Linked DNA regions of Drosophila melanogaster: region 2 is linked to region 1. The links are chromatin contacts, called in public Hi-C maps. All regions are on one chromosome and are shown on one strand. The core of a region is the stretch at or near the end of the contact, and the rest is flanking DNA. Distances in the headings are between cores, read along the strand shown.

Region 1 (3,602 bases), core at 638-3,137:
CATGCCAATGGTGGCGATACGGCCACCAGTTTGAGTGCTCATATCCAGATTCTGCGCTCCGAAGTGCTTCGCTATCGCTCCGACCTGGCGAGCGCTCAGAAGGAAGCCACTATCAAAACACAGCAGTATGCGCAGGAAGAGAAGTCGATTCGCGAGGAAAACGCTCGCCTTCAGCGCAAGCTAAAGCAGGAGGTGGAGCGCCGCGAAGCCCTATGCCGGCACCTCTCCGAATCGGAATCCTCGCTGGAGATGGACGAGGAACGCTTCTACAACGAGAACCTGATGGGAGGCGGTTCGTTCGCTGTAGCGACGGCAGCAGCCGCCGCCGCAGCTTCAGCGGTGAGCGCCCAACGTCAACGCACCATCAGCAGTCCCGTCTCCCACAGTCCCTCGAGTAGCCGACCTCTAAGTCCGGGCACGGCGGTGCAAAACCGCTGCTATGCCTGCGGCCAGCTAGTGGTGAGTACGATATTGTGAAATGTTGCTTTCCAGATTTGTAAAATTAAAAATTCTTCGTTTCAGAATCGTCGTGCCAGCGAACGCTTCATAAAGCCAGCACTGCCAACGCCCATGCTGGGCCTGAACACTTCCGCACCGAACGTGCTGACCTCAACCAACCCACTGCTGGGCATTTTGGGAACCGGCAGCTCCTCATCGTCCGCGTCCGTATCAGCTGGGAATGCCGCTGGCGGCTTTCTCTCGAATCTGGGAGGCGAACGCCTAAGCCTTGGCTCGTCAAATTCGGCTGGCGGCAGTGCCACCTTCTTGGCCGGCGGTGGAGGTGGAGGTCTGCTGGCCCAGCTCACTAGCCACTCCAGCGCTTCGTCGTCGTCGTCCAATTTGATGAACATCAGCCTGAACAACTCGTCCAGCGGCAATCTTGTTAACAGCAGCAGCAACTCCTCACTGTCGGCGTTTACGCCAACCAATCCGCCCAGCTCGGCGGCCACGGCCTTTATCCAGCCAGCCAGTCCAATGGACACGTCCACCTGCAAGGACTAGGAGGATGCAGTAGCTCTCGCACAGGGATACAGAAAAATCATGACTTATTCACACACTTTCACACGAAAACACACTATATTCATAAACACGCACGCATGCAAGCAACCAGTTTAACGATCCTAAAAACATAAGAAAACACAGAAACAAAAGATGAGAAAGTAACTATCGTAAGCTTCTCCAGGGCGACTCAAAGTCGCCACATTTATATATGGTTAATATGTATATGTATGTTCTATTTGATCAAAATCTCTTAAAACCTTTCAATAACGGAATTCCTAGGCGAACGAATATTTAGCGCTAATGTTTAAGATTTGAATGTTTTTCTAATTTCGCTCGGTTCCAGTTAAAGTTAAGTAAAACACAGCTAATAATGAGATATGGAGGATATAGAGGATGAGAATGAGGATGGACAGCACACGCTAACCAGATCGTATGAATTTATAAAAAGGGTGAATTCTATTCATGTCGAAACCATTTTCCCACAATTCCTTCGCATGTGGGCCTAAAAAATTTTGAAGTATGTTTATGTAAGCCAACAAAAATAAAGTTCAACAATTTAAAATTAAATAAAAATTCGTCCAGAATTTTTTTAAATTAAATTTTGTTTAAATTCGAGGTGCAAGGTTTTCAAAATTGTAGAAAGTACAACTGTAGACACTACAATATATGAATTGTAAACATCATCTGATAGGTTTTTTTAAAATATGTTTTCAGAAATAACATTTTTTTCTTTTGACGAACCACAAGAACAAGAATTTTCGAATTTCCGTTAAATGCACGACAAATGGTGGGGCAACACTTAAAGTATCCCCTAAAACTGCCTTCATACTTCTGCCACTTGGCGTGCACACACTGGCGCGCAGCTGCAGCTAACTTCGCGTTGCAAAATGCTCTTGTGTTGTTTGTGTTTGTGATTGTAAATAAAGGCCAAACAGTCAGCGCGAAGCGTTAAGACCAAAGACTAACCTTTGGGCCAGGCCAAAAAGCGGAGTGTAACACCTCGAGCGAGAGCAAACAAAGCCGCAAAGTGTTCAATTAAAATAAGTGACTTGACTTTGATCTGAGAACCGAGAGAAAGACGGTGAAATAGGTGGGCAGGAAGTGGGAAGTCAATGATAAATGACAACAAAAAAGTGTGTATTGGCCAAAAGAAGCTCGCATTGGTAGCAACGACAGAAAACCATTTACACACACTCAAACAAACAAACACAGATGGTGCTCTTTAAACGCTGCTGCCGCTCTCCCTCTCTTTCACTCACACACATTTAACGACTGCGACGCGTCTCTTGCAAACTTTTTAAAGCGGACGCCAGCGATATTCGGTTCTCATTTCGATGTGGAACGGTAAAGAACCTGTGTCGCTTCCGCAGCCGATTCGCGAAAATAACACAAAAATAGCCATATATTATTTTTGCTCAATCAAATAAATTCCACTGCAAGTGCGTATGTGTGTGTTTGTGTACAGGAAGAGATCAGATAGATCAGAAGCAGTGCAAGAAAGAAAAGTGCAAAGCGAAAGTTTTGGTTTTGATTGTGCAGCATCCGCCATCTCGCTCTGGCAGGCGCGCGTGTAACGGTAGACGTCTCTTTCGCCAACAACAACAGCAACAACCACTCATTCCAAGGAAAGCGAAAAGTGCGCCCTTGTTTGTGTGCGTGCGTGTCTGTGTTTTATTTCCATTTCCACACAAAATCAGAAATAAATTCAATATTCGATCTTCGATTCTGAGATTTCGATTGGCCAGATGTGTTTATTAACAGATTGCGGACATCGTGTCTTATTATGGCCCTATTGAATAAACTCTTCTTTCCGTCGGCAACACCAACAACACCAGCGAATTTAGCGGCAGCGCCCACGCTGACCGCAGCGTCCGCAGCAGCAGCAGCGCTAATTAATAGCCAAACAACAACAGCAACTACAGGAACAGCAACATCAGCTACTACAACAACATTGCCGGCACGTACAGCTCACGCCTCTGCCGGCGTCGCTGCCACGGCCTCTGCTGGCAATAGTTCGTCGTCCGCAAAAGCTACAAAACAAACTTCGCGAAATTATCTAAGGTAAGTGTTTATCTTTTTAACAACAAAACTGCCTAACACCCGGTATTAGTGTATCGATAAAATGCGCGCACAACAAAGGGGGAAAATAGGTGCAGCTGCAAAATCACTCGGAAGCACATACATTCACACAAAGAGAGACGTGCGAAAAGGCGTTCTCATGATGCGTTTCACACTATACATATGTATGTATGTACATACATATACGCCCCGCCCCCTCCACCGGCACTCATGTTCCTCTCTCTTGCACCACCTGCACTTCCTCTTCCTCCTACACCCGTGCTTCGTACGCAAATTGGCAAAGAGTAAAACGAGGACGATAACCCAGCACACAAATTCGGCATGCACTAATCATCGTCACGTACGCCGCTTGCCGCCTTATTCGATAGAATCTGCCAGTCTGGCCAACATGAAAGGACGCAAATCCACAGTGAAATGGCAGTGAAAGCAAAATCTGAGGGGATTACAAAGATGCGTTTGCAGCTGCCTCGAAAACGTAACAAAGGAGGCGCATTATCTTGGTTCCTCTGTTGTTATAGCCA
Region 2 (3,329 bases), core at 280-2,779, 550 kb before region 1:
GCGGTCTGATTGTCGGCTTCTATAGCGTTGTTTTCTTTTCCATGGTGGCGCCACAAATGCGGTACAGTGAAAGCTCGGCGGAATAAACGGGGGAAGACCGATGAACTTCTTCCAGGAAATCTAAATTCTTCGCCTTCCTTCCGTTGTTCACCTAGGCGTATACTTAATTTGAACGCTCGTATATTACCCATACGCCTAATATGCCGCACAGGAAGTAATCGCACACGTTTCGTTTGCGCAATAAACTATTTCAACGGGAATAAATACAATAATCTACTTTTGAATTCTCAGGAATTTTCTAGAGTCAATACACATGTTGCTTACAAGTTGCAGTTTACGATCAAAATACAAGCTGTTGACACGCGGAATATGTGCTAAAAGCACGGTTTAAATACGACTTCCAGCTTTGAAGTTGCCCAACAACTATTTCATTTAACCATTATATATTAAACTTTTACCTTAATTTGTAAAAAATCAAAAGTAAACTATATGCACATGAATGTTTTCATTCTGCTGTAAATTGATTTAGACATTTCCATGTCAGTCGTTTACCATTTAGAACTTTAACTTGTCGGCGGCCACCTGCAACAAATTACGCATACGCCGCGTTGGCCGCAGTAAAAAACAACACGTGAGCACTTCCCCACGGAAAAACTAAAAGAAAAACGTAGACAAGCGAAAAAAATCGAGGCAAGTGACGGGCATTTCCGACATTTTCACTTCGACAAGCGATTAAAGCACCAAGTAAATAGAGGGAAATTCTCGCAACGAAAACTTGGCGAAAATAATATTTATAATTTCCGTTAAAAAGCTGCTGCTGTTGCACCAGCAGGCCAATTGTCGATGGCCGAGGGGGGCGAGGCGGTGGGTGGTTAACCAATGCAACCGCACAGCTGTTTTGTTGCCGCGCGATTTCCGTCACGACTTTGGTTTTTTATTTTTGTGCTGCGGCTTTTGAATTTCTTACATATCAAGAAAATATATGGGTATATACATTTATATATATGTATATTTTTACATGCTTCTCATTCACCCACGACGAGTGGAGCGGCAATCAAAACGAGACAACTGCGTTGCACAGTGGGTCAAATGGCCTATAGGACAGAGTAAAATAATAAACGTTTTTTACAAGAAAAAGGTCAAAATATATTTATATATTTTTTTAGATTGTATTGCTTTTGAAAACAAAGGGTATTCAAGTACTTGTACCTGCTACTTTCTCCTATACAGTGATTACCACTTCCACTTTTCTTGGTGGAAATGATATATCTGCAAATATATGGAAAATGGTTAGTTTTACACCGCTTTACGAGGCATTATCGGCCAGTGTGCGAAGTCGGCCGGGCTGCCGTGTATTTAAAAAGCTGTAAAAAGCACTCGCACACAGCGGCAACATGCAATAATGCAGCCAGCAAAGCATAAATTGTAAACTCGTCGCCGTTGCCGACAAGCCTTGACCTGATTTCTCTTCCTCTCTGCTGCCACTCGTCTGGGCTTGTGTGTGTGAGTGCTTGGCGTGGCTGTGTGTGTGCGCGTATCTGTGAGAGTGAGTGTGCTTGCAAGCTTCATTGCTCCGCTGGCTTTGACGTTTTCCTGCACACTGCAGTTGCCGCGGATTTGATTCGTGTGAATGTGTGTGTGTGTATGTGTGTGTGCGTACCGCTTGACATTCAATGCAATTTTTTTTGCCTCTGCTTATTTTCATGCCGCTGCTGCCAGTGCTGCCGCTGCATGAAATAAGTGAAAATGCACTTTTACTTTTCAGCTGCAACAACAACGGCCAAAGGAAAGTGAGAAGCTAATTTTTGTTGCCTTTCCTCTGGCGTTGTTTTTAACGGTTGCGAGTTCATGGCTCACCAAATTGGGGCATTTCAATTGTTTCATTTCATTTCGTTTCGTTGTATTCGTTTTCCTTTTTGCATATCTCGCTCAACATGACATTTCTATGAAATTATGATGCGAATTTTTGTATTATTAGCTCGTTGGATAGGCATTTTTGACAGCTGTGAAGAGGACAGGGGCGTAGCCAAGTGGTTGGTGGGCGGATTAAAGGGGATTGAGGGGACTGAGAGCCCTGCAAAGCATTCCGTGATGAGGCCAAGTATTCGTTTAATTGGAACAGCAACGGCATCTGGGGATTCGAAAGTATGCATTATTCTGGTGATTGAAGCAATCGCAAATTTAAACTGATGTTGCTGAAGGATGCTTAATTATTCAGCTAATACCTTTGTGGATTTTTTTTATATACATACATATATGCATAATTAATTTCCAAAGAAATGTATAATTAATTAAATTTTGTTAATGAATTCATAATCTAGTGAATTTGGATATGTTTTATATTGATATTTTTACGGTTTTTCTGTAAAAGCTAGCTTTATATATCAAATCACATCAAGGATAGGATAGGAATTCCAGTCTAATGACATTAACTTGGCAATAAAACCTTAGATGCATTTTCAACATCTTAACTTAGAGATGTATTTTCAACCACCTCCTCCTTTGCTCCTTCATTTCAGACACCGAAATTCCTATTGTCAAGCAATCGACAAGTCCGGCACCGCAGCAGCAACTGCAGCAGCAGCACCACCTGCAACAGCAGCAACAGCAGCAGCCGCACAACGGCTCCACCTTCGCCGGCGCCACCGCTCTGCTCCACATAAAGACGGAGCAAAATACGCTGCTCACTCCGCTCCAGCTGCAGCAGCAGCAACAACAGCAGCAGGGTCTACACGGTGCGGCAGGCAACGGAGGCAGCAGCAACGGCAACAATGCCCACCAGCAGCAACAGCCGCTGGCCATCCCACAACGCCCGCTGCTCCACAATCTGCTTAGCGGCGGTGCCATCCACAATCCGCACCACAGAAACTACACGACGGCCACAACAGGTGATTATACACAAGGCAAATTAATGTCACATTCTAAAAGCAACTTGATCTTAAAGGATATGTGCAACAATTTGTTAAAATTGATTCAAAAACTTTTTGATTTTGATTTGAGAACTTTTTAAAATTTTAGAAACTACAAATGTAATGTTTACTTACATATGTACAAAGTTGTAACCCTTAATATGCACCAATCTTTGAACTAACTTTGCTACTTTAAATTAATCTCGAAAGTCTTTATTAAAGTAACGCTGCATTTAAAATGACATTTAATAGATAACTTAACGTCCGTATAGTTTCGAATGCATTTGTTATAACAATGCCAGTTTCAAGTTGAAAGAGATCTTGTTTTTTCGAGTGCATTCAGTAGTGAGGCGAGCGTGTCCAGCAGCAAGGTGAACCACTGCACACGCCCTCGACTCGATTCGAGCCATATCGATTGCT

What was found. A called contact is a pair of places that touch in the nucleus more often than the background predicts.
Region 2: a contact with region 1 is called in a Hi-C map of the Kc167 cell line, with 1.9 times the contacts expected there. A contact is called at or near these places in 1 of 107 Hi-C or Micro-C datasets (the Kc167 cell line) and 1 of 7 datasets of targeted methods (the Kc167 cell line).

Annotation. Positions count from the first base shown.
Region 1 is chr3L:17,010,850-17,014,451 of dm6, reverse strand. It overlaps CG3764, which reads left to right and starts at 1,887. Exons shown (of 7, transcript NM_001275048.1): 1 at 1,887-3,063. The coding sequence starts at 2,786. It overlaps CG6664, which reads left to right. Exons shown (of 5, transcript NM_168710.3): 4 at 1-459; 5 at 523-1,566. The coding sequence ends at 1,002.
Region 2 is chr3L:17,564,916-17,568,244 of dm6, reverse strand. It overlaps Eip74EF (Ecdysone-induced protein 74EF), which reads left to right. Exons shown (of 8, transcript NM_168740.3): 6 at 2,520-2,888. Among named protein-coding and RNA genes, the nearest start is that of CycT, 8.8 kb to the right of the region's middle.